Linked DNA regions of Mus musculus: region 2 is linked to region 1. Evidence: chromatin contacts called from public HiChIP or PLAC-seq data. All regions are on one chromosome and are shown on one strand. Each heading gives the region's core, a stretch centred on a gene start, on an enhancer-like site or on the middle of the called end of the contact. The rest is flanking DNA. Distances are from core to core; before and after follow the strand shown. Region 1 overlaps Slc38a10 (solute carrier family 38, member 10). Region 2 has its middle 5.5 kb from the start of Dus1l.

Region 1 (6,757 bases), core at 597-3,096:
GTCTCTGTTCTTTCTCCTGCTAATACTCTGGTGTGCGGGTCATGTGTAAGGGGTGTGGCACTCTACCTGCTACCTGCAGAGTCAAGTTCTTGACTGGTACACCCACTGACTTAGGCTAAACTTTCCATTTGTCTTTTATGTTTTTAAGACAGGGTTTTCCTGTGTAGCCCAGGTCTAGAGGTAGTCCAGGTTGGCCTTGAACGCAGAGATTCACCTGTCTCTGCCTCCCAAGTGCTGAGATTAAAGATGTGTGCCACCACTGCTTGGCTTTGTTTTTTTGTTGTTTTTTTTGTTTTTTTGTTTTTTTGGTTTTTTTTTATGAAACAGAATTTCACCATGTAACCTTGACTGTCTTGTAACTCACTATGTAGGCCAGGCAGCCTCTGCCTCCTGATTGCTGGGATTAAAGGCAGTTCCATCCACCCCAGGCTATTACTTATTGACATGGGGTTGGGGTTGGAGTGTGTGTGTGCGTGCAGGGTGTGTGTGTGTGTGTGTGTGTGTGTAAACTCAGATAGTCGTGTTTATACAGCAAGCATTTTATGAACTGAGCTGCCTCACAGCCCTCAGCATCATTATTGCTTCTGTTATGGACGGTTTCTCACGACCCCAGGCCTACACAGCTCTTTGACTTTACAGTGGTGTGAAGTTCACTCAGTAGATGCCGTACATGGACATTCGACCTTCTCAAGTCAGTGCTGTGGAAGCTCTTGTGGCACTGGGCGGCAATGACAAGCTGTAACTCCCTTCTAGCCCACTCTCAGAAGTCAGTGACACTTGACACTAGGGATGGCAGCTGGGGTGGTGATGGGCACGTCCTTAATTTCAGAGCTCAGGAGGCAGGGGCTACTAGATCTCTGAGTTCGAGGCCAGCCTGGTCTTCAGAGTAAATTCCAGGACAGCCAGGGTTACACAGAGAAACTCTGTCTTAGAAGAAAAAGAAAAGACGAGAGATGGCATGTTGGTTAGTGCTAATCTTCTGCTTGACAGCACCTCTGATCACCTGAGAGACAAGCCTCCAGGCACTAGATGGTGGGCTAGATTGTGAGGGGTTATCTTCATTCCCAATCAAATGAGATACTCATTCTAGTAGTGAGCCAGGACCATCTCTGGTTGGGGCATCATGGACCCTAGAAGTGAGCTGAGCAAGGGTCTCCCTCTCCTTCCTGCCCAGGATACAGCTGAGCAGCTGCCGACGGCTCTTGCTCCCGTGCCTTTCTTGTTATGGGGAGCTGTACCCTGAAACTATGAGCCAAAGTAAACCCCTCCTCCCCTAGGTGCTGCTGTCAGGGTGTTCATCACAGCAACAGAGAGGAGACTGAGGCCATTGTTTCCAACTTTAGGTAGTTTCAAGTTACGTTGGGTTTATCAAGGTATAACCCCATTGTAAATCTAGGAGCAGCTGCCCTCAGTTCTGACTGATGTTCCATTTTTGCTCCTTAGTGTTCTGTGGTTTAGTCCTGTCTCCTGGCATGCTTAGTACTTTTCAGTCATGTTTAGGAAACGACAGAGGTTCTGAGCGGTGTGACCCCACCCCCACCCCCACCTCCGGTGTGCCTTGTGAGGTCATGGGCAGAGGCTGTAGCTAGCTGGGATAAACTTGGGTTCAGTGTGCCCTTGGTCCTCGGATCTCATGTTGCCGATTCTCGCTGCCTTTCATCTTGGCATCATCACTCTCATCTTGGCAGCTGCTGTGCTCCCTCTGTGCTCTGCTCTCCCCTGGCTCGTACTTGAGGAAAGCGGCACACGCCGGCATCATGCTTGCATGGGCTTTTGTGCTCTCCCTCAGGCTGTGGCCGCTGGAGCCTATGCTCCAGTTCTCAGTGCCCAGCCTGGTGAGTCACTCTGGAGTCTAGACTGTGGCCTTTCCCTGAGTGCTTACCTTGCTCCCTGGAGTTGTTGCCCGTGTCGCCAGCCGGGTGACCTCAGTGTTCTCACCTAGTGCTGTAGGTATATGGGGAAAACGTGCAATACCAGCTTTCCGCAGGACTTGATGTGGCAGCTTGGCAGTGAGGTTAACTCATTGCCTGTTGGGTGGCATATGAGCTTACTAGTTTGTCAGATCCTACTGTTTAACCTCGGCTGTGTGGGGGAGGGTAGGATGGGAGGGGATTCTAGTTAGAGAGACTTTCTTGGGGCTGGAGAGTTGGCCCAGCAGTTAAGAGAATCAGTGGCTTTTGAAGGAGACCTGCTTCTGCATGGTAGTTCATAGCCATCTATAACCTCTGACCTCAGGGGGCGTGAGGCAGGCATGTGGTGCACACTTGTGAAGGCAAAGCCCTCATACACATAACATTTATAAATGTAAAATTTAAAGGAAGAAAGATTTTCTTGGGCTGGGGATTTAACTCAACGTGTAAGAGTATTTCCTTATCTTCCCGAGAACCTGAGTCGGGTTCTCAGCACCCACATGGTGGCTCACAGAGTAGATGCCTGGTTGCTCACTTAGTTGGCCTACAGTCTGCTGCTGGTCTCTCCCCTCTGTTCTCTCACCACCACAACGCCATGGCACCTGCTGCATTTGCTTGCCTGGCCTTTGAGACAGGGTCTTGTGTAGCCCAGGCTGGCCTCAAACCTTCCACATAGCCAAAGATGTCCTTGAGCTTCAGCTGGGCCTGCCTCTGTCTCTCAGGTGTCAGGTAGTGCTAGAGATCTGACCTAAGGCTTCACGTGTAGCGCACCAGGTGTCTACCAATTGAGCCATGACCTGGTCTAACCTTTCCTTCCCGAGGCTCGTGAATGTTTGAACTCCTCTCTGACTGAGGTAGGAAGATACTGCAGTTCTGCCGTGAGTCCTCTGTGCTGCTGTCCTCAGCCAGGTGGTCATTTGGGCTGACTGGGGCACGTGGTAGCTTCCATACTGTGAAAAACATTCTCTGGAAGTGTGGCCAGGTCTGAGAGGCAGGAACCAGGCCCTGTCCCAGCTGCTCCTGCAGAAGGAAGGGACAAGCTGAGCCAGCTCCTCCGGTCAATTGAACGTTTGGCTCAGTGCGGTGTTTGCTCTCTGCTCGGGGGCCTCACAAAGAGCCAGAAAAGGCTGGTGGGCAGCTAGTGCGAGGATGCGAGGGTGCGTGAAGGAAGGGTGATGAGAAAGCATGACAGTGGCCCAGTGAACGGCAACAAAAACCTAGCTTCACCCAGCAGTTGCTTTCTGTCTCTAACCCTTAGTGAGGCTGGCTGGCCTTGTGGGTTGCTGTTTGAGGATCTCCTGCTATGAAACCAGCAGGGGGCACTGCAGTCCCAGGGACGCTTGCAAGAGTAGTGGATTCTTCCAGGAAAAAAGGCTCTGCTGGCCCCACTTTGGAATCAGCTGATCTTGGGCAAGTGTGAGTGGCACACACCTGCGCACATAGCAATGAGCTCTCAGCAGGTCAGTGCCTGTCTTGTAGTCTGCTAGAGTGAGGTGCCTGAGGCAGGGGGACCCGCTTACCCACACGGCACCGTTGGTACTGTTGGTATCAGAATCAAGGTGCTCTACTGAGCCTGGCCTTGGGTATATGTTCTGTCTCTAGAACTCGTGTATGGACCGTTTTGTCCAGGACAGAAAGGTGTGTTCTCTGCCCAGTCCTAGGGCTCTACAGTGTTAGGAGTTAGGGCTCTTCGGGGGGCCACTGTGGAGCTCCTTGAGGGATGGGGGGAGATAGGATGTTTATGGACTGTGTCCCTGCTCAGACCCCTGTATTTTCCAAACCTGAGCTGCACTGTAGGGGGTGGATTTGTGTCTTTTCCTGGCTGGCTCTGGACTACATTAAGATGGATCGATGCCAGAATTGCAGTCAGCAGGGTGCTCTGAAATCAGATGTCTGGCACACCGGATCCTGCTTATCGACCAAGATCCCTGCTTCAAAAGCAGCTCTTCCGCTGCAGGAAGCTGAGGCACAGCTCTGGGAGCCGGGCTAACTCTGAGGCTAGCTGGGTCTTCTCCCTGGGCCTGAGGCTACCCTGGGCTGGCTCCCCGTCCCTGACTCTCTAGCCTGCCTTGCAGCTGACAGGACTGGAAAGGAACTCAGAACTCCAAAGGAGCTGTTAGCACTGCATCACACACACGGTGGCAGTCCGCATACCGACCCACAGCCCAGTACAGCTCAGGGACAGTTTGGGACCCTGGGCTTCCCACACTACCCAAGATGTATGTTCCTGCTTGTTTGCACTCACTAAAGAAACTTCGTACCTGTGGTCAGTAGCACTTAGTATTCTTTGGGTATGTTCTGTTCTGGCTGTGGCAAAAATGTCGCCAAGAGCTTCAGTTAGGTGCCTGCCTGTTAATGGGTGCACACTCTGCGCAGGCTGCCACCACAGGCAAGCACGTAGTTAGATGTCTTTAGCCTTGTTGTTTCCATGGCTCCCTCAAGCTGAGCAGATCTGGAGCTCTTGCCTGGGGTCTTCTGCTGCCTCAGAGGAGAGGGTGAGTGTGTGACAGTGGGCGAGGCTGGCCTGGGGCGGGGCCCTTGGAGCCAGCAGCTGACAAGTGTGCGTAGGGGGTGAGTCCAAGCAGTAAGACGAGGCTGGGTGTGTAGCATGCTGGTGGCCAGTAGATATCCTTATAGCATGCAGAGCCTGTTGTATTGGTCTGAAGAAATGAGTTGATTGTGCATCCTGCTGGCCTGTGCTCTGTGGAGCAGGAGTCAGCATCTTTTTCAGAGTGGGGGGTTGGGGGCACCCAAGGTAGGATGGACTGAGCCTGTTTCTGGGTCCCATGGATTGTAGTTGGAATACACTCCAGCCTTGTCCTACAACTGTACAAGTCCCTGTCTAGTCGATCTTCATTTTCTGCGTAACGTGTTTCTCGGTATGACTGTATGCTCTGAGCTGGCTTCACCACCTCTCCTCAAGAGGTAGAGGGCAGGTGGGGGCTGGGGACCTCCTGTCCACTCTACTCTGTCTTGAGAACTTTGTGAACTCGGTTTCTAAGTTGATCATAACGGGGATTTTTCTTTCTGTTTTGTCTTTGAGACAGGGTCTCCCTACAGAGCCCTGGCTGTCCTGGTACTCGCTCTATAGACCAGGCTGGCCTCGAACTCAGGGATCCCCTGACTCACATCCTGAGTGCTGAGATTATTGGCATGTGCCATCACACCTGACCTGTAATTGGAGTTTTTCAAGAAGCTTGTCTCCCAGTATCAGCAGAGTTAATGGGGTTTTGCTGTTCTTGTGGTTGTTTTATTTTCTGGGTGGTGGTGGTGTTAAGCTCAGAAAGCTGAAGGTTGAAATAAATCATTCAAAGTCTTGGATGCAATGCTGCCTTTCCTTGTCAGTCTCCATGGAGTTGGTGAATGATAGTCCCCGTTGAAAATAACTGACACGAAATGACCAGCAAATGTCTCTACCTTGGGTCCAGGCCGCTTAGGAGAGCCCTCTTGGCTGGGCGCATGGGGGACAGAACACCAGGCCCTGTCAGAGTCCCCTGGGCTCCGTCCTCATCAGGAACTGGGATTCTATTATGGAGCAGCAGCCCTTTATCTTCTGACCCGCTCACTGCTCTCCAGGCCTTGCCTGCCCCACCAGTGGGTGGGAAATGCATTTAGGGAGAAACATTTTTTCTCGTGGCTCCAGCAAAAGGTCATTTCTGCTGTCAGCTGGAGAAATACTGAGTGCGCTGCGCTGTTAGAAGGTGGAGTGGGAGGTGGCTCTGTTAGCCTACCAGAGTCAGTGTCACACTGAGAAAGAAGGGCCTTCGGGTCCAGACCATGATGTGAAGCCCTCTCTTGGCTCCTTCAGTGGCTGATTTAAACTTCCATCCAGATCCTCTGACCTTTGTATCGTGAGCCTGGTTTCTGTTCTTTACCAGGTCGGAGTTGGGGAACAGGAGCCTTGAAAACAGAGGGGTGGCCTAGGACAGGTCATGAGGACACAGTATGGGTCATCAGGGCCCAAAAGGATTTTCAGAGTCTACCTCCTGAGACAGCCTCAGCACCAATCAGTCATCGTTGTGCTAGCTCGCACCGCACCCTTGCCTTCTTGGGGAGCTGATACCACCCAGAGGCTGAGACCATACTTGTTTTGTTTTCCTGAGATGACTGTTGGTCGTCCCAATGAGCGCTGAGCCCTGAATCTTTTCTTTATAGGAAGGATTAGTATGGTGAGTTTCAGGAAACAGCCTCCACAGAGCTAAGAAAAGAGTTTAGGGTATGGTGAGGGCAGGGGCCATGAACCCCTGAGTACTGTAGAATGCATGTTCTGACTGAAGGGGATGCAGATAAGACAGTATCCTCACATAGACTTTGGCTCACTGGATAGCCGTGGTTCCTGCCAGAAAGGTCAGGGGCTCTGAGACATCAAGGCAGTGAGTATCCTCTGGCTAAGAGGCAACCTTGTCGGCTCCTCTTGCAGACTGTGCAACCAGGAGGTACTGACCCTCAGCAAGCTTGAGGAGGCCAGACCAAGGCAGAAATAGCAACACCTGTATTGGGAGCATCCCAGACACAGTGGAGAGGGGGCTTAGCAGGTGTCTGTGGCACAATAGGAGGGGTCTGTAGTACCACAGAATTTATTATCAATTGTAGGGCCCCTCGAAAAGGAGGAAAGGCCCCCATGAAAGCCAGCAGCACATCGACTGTAGCCCTGGTGGGTACCCATGGCCACTCCCACCTAGGATGAGCGGTGAAGCCTGTATCCCTGGTTATGCCGGCAGGGTATCACACCTTGCTGGGTCGTATGTGTCCAGCTGTTATTTGGAATTGATGTGGGTAATGTGATGGTGGATATCCAGCCTGTGTGGCCTACAGCCTGTGGACAGGCCTACATTTTGGGGTCCTTG
Region 2 (6,822 bases), core at 3,907-6,406, 680 kb before region 1:
GCCCCAGAGTAAAAGGGCAGGGCTGCAGCTTGAGAGGAAAAAATGGCCTTTGTGTAATGTGCACAAGGCCCTGCTTTCAATCCTTAGAACTGGGAAACGGGGGTCACTGGGGGCTCATTTTCAACTTGTAGGTTCAGGAAACGTGTCATATGCTAAGGTCTATCACAGGCAACAAGACCAATAAGAAAAAAATAATAGAAGCAAAAGCTTTTCCACTTGTGGGAAGATGGAGTGAGTGAGGTTCCTACCCAACCTCCTGCACACACACAGTACATGGTATCTACTGAACAAGGACAGGGAAGTCAAACCAAATACTGAGTCCTAAATGTGAGACCAACTGTTGGGGCCGGGAGTGGTCCTTGAATATCTAAGGAATGGGGTAGGAGGAGCCTGGAGATCACAGGGGACGAACGAAAGTCTCCATGGCAGTGTACAGCTCTGATGGGCACCTGAGAGTCTAAGGCAAGATGGCTACTAGTTGCATCCCAGCTGCCTGCAAGGTTTCATCATCTTAAAATCATTTATTCACCAAGAACCAGAAAAAAATCTTGAATGGGGAAGACAAAAATAAGCATCGGTTAATGCTCTTTGAGAAACTGGAAGCAGTCAATGGGCTTGAATGTAGCTCAGGGTAGAATGCTCATCTACTATTCAAGAGGCCCTAGGTTTCATCTCCTCGATCAGAAAACACGGAGGAAGGGAGGGGGGAGGGAGGGGAAAGAGAGGAGAAAGGAAAGGATGTAAACTGGGTCATTGGCATACACCCGTAACCCTAACAAAGAATAAAGCAGTTGGTGCCACACTCTGCAGTGAGCAATAAAGAATATATCTAATAAGCTGGTGAATATGGAAAACCTCAACGCAGAAAGCACTGGCCAGGCAGTGGTGGTGCACACCTCCAATCCCAGCACTTGTGGGGCAGAAGCGGGTGGATCTCTGTGGATTCAGTACAGCCTGGTCTGTAGAGTGAGTTCCAGAGCAGCCAGTTCTGTTAAACAGAAATCCTATCTCAAAAACTCAATAGTAGGCCGGACGTGGTGGCGCATGCCTTTAATCCCAGCACAGGAGGCAGAGGCAGGCGGATTTCTGAGTTCAAGGCCAGCCTGGTCTGCAGAGTGAGTTCCAGGACAGCCAAGGCTATACAGAGAAACTCTGTCTCGAAAAAACGAAAAGCTGAGGCAGGAGGATCAGAAGCTCAGGGGCAATCTAGGTGGCAAAGAAAGAAAGAGCCTTTCCAAAAAAAGAGAGCCTTAAAATATCAGGAAGAAAGTGGAAAAACAGAAAGCATGGATAAATACAGTATTTTCTTCTCTTAGTTCCCCAGCTCAGGTTTAGTGATTGACATAAGAGCTGGGTATGGTGGCCTGCTCCCCACCACTTGGGAGGTGAGGCGGGAAGATCATCTTCCGGTACATAGAGGAGACCCTGTCTCAAAGGAAAATGGGGTAAAAGCAATGATCGAGCATCACACAATTCTGAGTGTACACAGAGGAACGTTTAAGACAGTTTTGGGGGCTGGAGAGATAGCTCAGGAGTTAAGAGCACTGACTGTTCCTCCAGAGGACCTGAGTTTGTTTCCCAGAACCTACCTGGCAGCTCACAACTCCAGTTCCAGGGAATCCCCCACCATCTTCCAACCTCCACAGGCCAACGTATGTCCAGGCAAATACTCATTCACATACAATAAATCCCTTATGTATGTATGTATTTATATAATTTATATAAGTACACCATAGCTGTCTTCAGACACCAGAAAAAGGCATCAGATCCGCCGGGCGTGGTGGCACACGCCTTTAATCCCAGCACTCGGGAGGCAGAGGCAGGCGGATTTCTGAGTTCGAGGCCAGCCTGGTCTACAAAGTGAGCTCCAGGACAGCCAGAGCTATAAAGAGAAACCCTGTCTCGAAAAACCAAAAAAAAAAAAAAAAAAAAAGGCATCAGATCCTATTACAGATGGTGGTGAGCCACCATGTGGTTGCTGGGAATTGAACTAAGGACTAGGAGAGCAGTCAGTGCTCTTAACTGCTAAACCATGTCTCTGACCCCCTAAATCCTTTCTCTTCTCCTCTCTTCTCCTTTCTTCTCTCTTCTCTTCTCTTCTCTTCTCTTCTCTTCTCTTCTCTTCTCTTCTCTTCTCTTCTCTTTTCTGACAGAGACAGTTTAGGTAGAATATATAGAGCAGAAGCACAGAGAGGCAATGGCTCACATGCTTCACTGGATGGGTGAGATGGCCTCAGGGACTGGGTACTTATGTTGGTAATGCAGAGTCCACAGCAGCCACCAAAGAAGTCCCAGACAGATGTGTGGACATGGCTCAGGGCTGCACATTGGCAGCAAGCTGTGCTCCTCTGTGGCCTCTGCTTCAGTTCCTGACTCCAGGTCTCTGAAACCTGCCCTGACGTCCTTTCATAACGGACTGTTATTGGGAGGAATAAGCCAAATAAATCCTTTTATACACACACACACACACACACACACACACACACACACACACACACACACACACACCACTGAGGAGGAGGAGGAGAAAATGCTGACAGACACAAGAATTCAGATATAAAGCCGGGCGTGGTGGTGCACGCCTTTGAGCCCAGCACTCGGGAGGCAGAGGCAGGCGAATTTCTGAGTTCGTTGAGGCCAGCCTGGTCTACAAAGTGAGTTCTAGGACAGCCAGGGCTATACAGAGAAACCCTGTCTTGAAAAACAAAAACAAAAAACAAGAAAGAAAAAGAATTCAGATATAGTGGCACATATCTGTAACCCTAGCACTCATTTGGGTAGAAGGGTAGGAGGAATCGATCAAGAATTCTAGGTTATCCTTGGCTACATAAAGAATTTGAGGCTAGCCTGGCCTACATGAAATCCATTTAAAAGCATATATGATCTGCCATTCTGCTCCTAGGTATATAAATTACCCTCTGCTGGGCGGTGGTGGTACACACCTTTAATCCCAGCACTTGGGAAGCAGAGGCAGGTGGATTTCTGAGTTTGAGGCCAGTCTGGTCTACAAAGTGAGTTCCAGGACAGCCAGGGCTACACAGAGAAACCTTGTCTCGAAAAACCAAAAATAAATAAATAATTTATTCTTCTGTCCACATGAAGATTTGACAAGAACATTCATAGCAACTGTTGGAGAAACCAATCCAGATTCATAAACAGGTGAATGGAGAAACACATTTTAGAATGTTCCATAAAAGTATACTGCTCAGCCATGGAAAGACCAAAAACTTGACACAGTTCCATGTGAATAAAGCCCTACAGAGGTTCACATATAAAGCAACAAACATGTCATGGATGAAGAGAGTTGGAGAAGGGCACAGGGAAACCGGGAGTAGCGATAAACACTTTCATTATCTGACTGTAACAGTTTCACTTGTATATACTGGTATCTATAAACATGTAATTGCCACTTTGTATATATTTTAAAAATATTAATTATGCCTCCATGAAGCTGTTTAAGAAGGGATTTATAAATAAAATAATAGTCAATTAGACCTCGAACCATATAAAACGATGTTCAACCTCTCATTATAAGGGAAATAAAAAATGATAATCACAACCAGGAGGATGGCTCCTTATCTGTCAGGTTGACACAGTTGCAAACATAACCTCAGAGTGCTGTGGAGCTTACAGGGAAACTGGCATAAGCAACCTGACTGGGAGGCGTAGAACAAAGGGTCTCAAGGGGGAGATTTGGCAGCACACAGAAAAATCACCTCTGTGTTTGAACTTCTTGGAAAGTGTCCCAAGTACACTTACATGCACACACACCACACGCATGCACATACATGAACACACATACACAAAGATATACACATTTATACACATGCACACACATATACACACATACACACATGCACATATACCTGCATACACACACATGCATACATGCATGCACACACATATATATGTACATGCACACACATACATGAGCACACACATACACATGTACACACACATGCACATACATACACACGCACACACACATACACACGCATATACACATGTGCATACAAACACACACATTCATTGTAAAACAATGTAAAGTTGAAAAATGTTGGAGATGGCCTACATATCTACTCTATGTGACTGACAGAACAAATGGACTGCGTGTGTCCAAAAGAGAGGCATGAGTACGGAAAGGAGACATGAACTTCAAGTCAACAAATGGGAAAGTCAGGTAAGCTCAGGATGGTGGAGCGCACCTTTAATCCTTGGGTGCCTGAAACAAGAAGACCACCATGAGTTTGAGGCTAGTCTGGGCTACAGAGTAAGTTCCAAGTCAGCCATTGAGAGAGACCCTGTTTGAAAACTCCATGATAACGCCATGTCTGTGTATTAGGAAGGATGGGTGAGAGAGGGAGACATAAGGGGTAGTCCTTAGAGCTGCTGTTGCTGTTGAGATCTTGTTTCTAGGCACAGCAGCACACACCGCCCAAGCACTTTCATCCTAGCTCCTAGGAGGCAGAAACAGGCTGATTTACCAAATTCCAGGCCAGCTAAGGATACATAGTGAGACCCTGTTTCAAAAAGGAAAACTGGAGAAGGGAACAAAGGCACATCTTGGCAGACCCTGAAAACATCTGGGCATCTGTGTGAGTCATACTGAACTATAAGGCCCCACACGCCGGTGGCCAGAGGGGTTCAGAGGGCTGTCCCCAGCAAAGCAGCCTTTTCTGGTGAGAAGTCTCCAGAAAGTTATTGAAAGTCCTGGAACTTGTTCTGAGGACTCTCAGCCAAAGGAGAAACAGCGTTCAGGAAAATCTACCAAATCCTGCCAGGAAGGGAGTGAGTTGGGGCACTTGCCTTGACCCATCCCTCCTCTCTGCCCACGTGATGCAAGCTCCACTCTAGATGGGTGCAGCTAAGGACAAGCCCCTCCTCCAGGGCACAGACTATCAAAGGCTCACCACCCAGCTCTGCCTTAAATCATCTGCCAGGATCCTTTCTCACTAAGTGCCCTCTGGATGTTGGAAGTTCAGCTCTGGGGAGGCAAGAAGAGGAACCCAGCCTCAGCGTCTTTACCCAGCCTTAAAGTAAGACACTGAGTCCCTGCCAAGAGAGATGAGTGGAAATCACAGGCTGCCCCTTCCCGGTCACCAGTTATTGACGCTGGGGTGGCCTGTGCTGCCTCAGCTAACAAACAGTGCTGGAAGGCTCCACTAGGGGGCAGACCAACCTAAGAGCCGAGAACGCCCTTGCTCAGCCAAGGGATCTCAGAAAACAAAGCAGCACTCCAGGCAAAACTCTGTCGACAATGGAAACTTAGGCTGTTGCATAGACAAAAGAAGCGTAGGGGGGGAAAGTAAGAAAGGTCCGGGGATGTGACTGAGCTGGTAGAGCGATTGCCCAATACATTCAAGCCTTGAGTTTGATTTCCAGCACAGCGTAAATGAAGTACTTGGCAGGTGGGGACACCCAAGGAATAGGAATTCAAGTTTATCTTCAGATCCTCAGCTAGAAACCTAGTTCAAGGCCAACCTGGGTTAGAGACCCCGTTAAGGAAAATAAAAAAAGGAATGGCTGAAATATTTCTGAAAAAAAAATTTATGGATGAAAGAAGTTCAGCAAACTCAAAGAGTAAGAACACCAAGAAAACCAGCCAGAGCTGAAGTGTGGTGGCATGTTTGCAGTCTCAACACTCAGGAGGATGGAGAGTTCCAGGCTGGCTGGAACTACAAGTGTGTGTAACCAAGTCCAGCTGTTGTCTCCTTGTCTTTTCTTTCTTTGTTTGCTTTTGTTTTCTTTCTTCCCTTCTTCTTAGTTTTTTGGTTTCAGAGATTTATAAACAAGGGAAACTGAGACTATTGATCTCGCAGATCTATAAAGACAGAGATATTTTTGGCTGGGCAGTGGTGGCCCACACTCTTTTTTTTTTTTTTTTTTTTTTTTTAATGTACGTACACTGTAGCTGTCCTCAGACACTCCAGAAGAGGGAGTCAGATCTCGTTACAGATGGTTGTGAGCCACCATGTGGTTGCTGGGATTTGAACTCCTGACCTTCGGAAGAGCAGTCGGGTGCCCTTACCCACTGAGCCATCTCACCAGCCCGGCCCATGCTTTTAATCCCAGCATTTGGGAGGCAGAGGCAGGTGGGTTTCTGAGTTTGAGCCAGCCTGGTCTACAGACTGAGTTCCAGGACAGCCAGGGCAACACAGAGAAACCCTGTCCTGTCTCAAAAAAAAACAAGGAGGAGGAGGAAGAAGAAGAAGAAGAAGAAGAAGAAGAAGAAGAAGAAGAAGAAGAAGAAGAAGAAGAAGAAGAAGAAGAAGAAGAGGAGGAGGAGGAGGAGGAGGAGGAGGAGGAGGAGGAGGAGGAGGAGGAGGAGGAGGAGGAGGAGGAGGAGGAGGAGGAGGGAAGGGGGAAGGAGAAGGAGAAGGAGAAGGAGAAGGAGAAGGAGAAGGAGAAGGAGAAGGAGAAGGAGAAGGAGAAGGAGAAGGAGAAGAAGAAGAAGAAGAAGAAGAAGAAGAAGAAGAAGAAGAAGAAGAAGAAGAAGAAGAAGAAGAAACTTTAGCTCAAGGGGCAATTGTACCAGGTAGAAGCTCAGATCTATAGACAAGATCAAGAGTGCCAGAACTGCTATCCTTGGGGTTCAAGAATCACCGCACAAACCATGTGAACACTGACTTCAGTTAAGCAAGAATAGTTTATTGAATGCACACCCAGAAACTGGTCAGAGCAAGGACATAGCTCAGAATTATCTGAACAATGACAATGGGCATATTTTTCTGTCATCTTATAAGGGGAAAAAAAAAACCACAGTGAATTCACACACAGGTGCAGGAAGTTCTTACTTAAGATATTTTAGACATAGCAATTCCT

The links. HiChIP or PLAC-seq counts read pairs in DNA pulled down with a chosen protein or histone mark.
Region 2: a FOXA1 HiChIP or PLAC-seq map of pancreatic cancer cells shows a contact between it and region 1. The contact joins two enhancer-like sites.

The regions. Positions count from the first base shown.
Region 1 is chr11:120,117,345-120,124,101 of GRCm38.p6, reverse strand. All of the region lies in intron 10 of Slc38a10 (solute carrier family 38, member 10), which reads left to right. Among named protein-coding and RNA genes, the nearest start is that of Ndufaf8, 22 kb to the right of the region's middle. Within about 2 kb of position 1,846, at least 20 of the 459 cell types and tissues checked have an H3K27ac peak or open chromatin away from gene starts, as enhancers often do. A contact at or near this core is called in pancreatic cancer cells, where this site is marked.
Region 2 is chr11:120,798,530-120,805,351 of GRCm38.p6, reverse strand. No RefSeq gene overlaps it. Among named protein-coding and RNA genes, the nearest start is that of Dus1l, 5.5 kb to the right of the region's middle. Within about 2 kb of position 5,156, at least 211 of the 459 cell types and tissues checked have an H3K27ac peak or open chromatin away from gene starts, as enhancers often do. A contact at or near this core is called in pancreatic cancer cells, where this site is marked.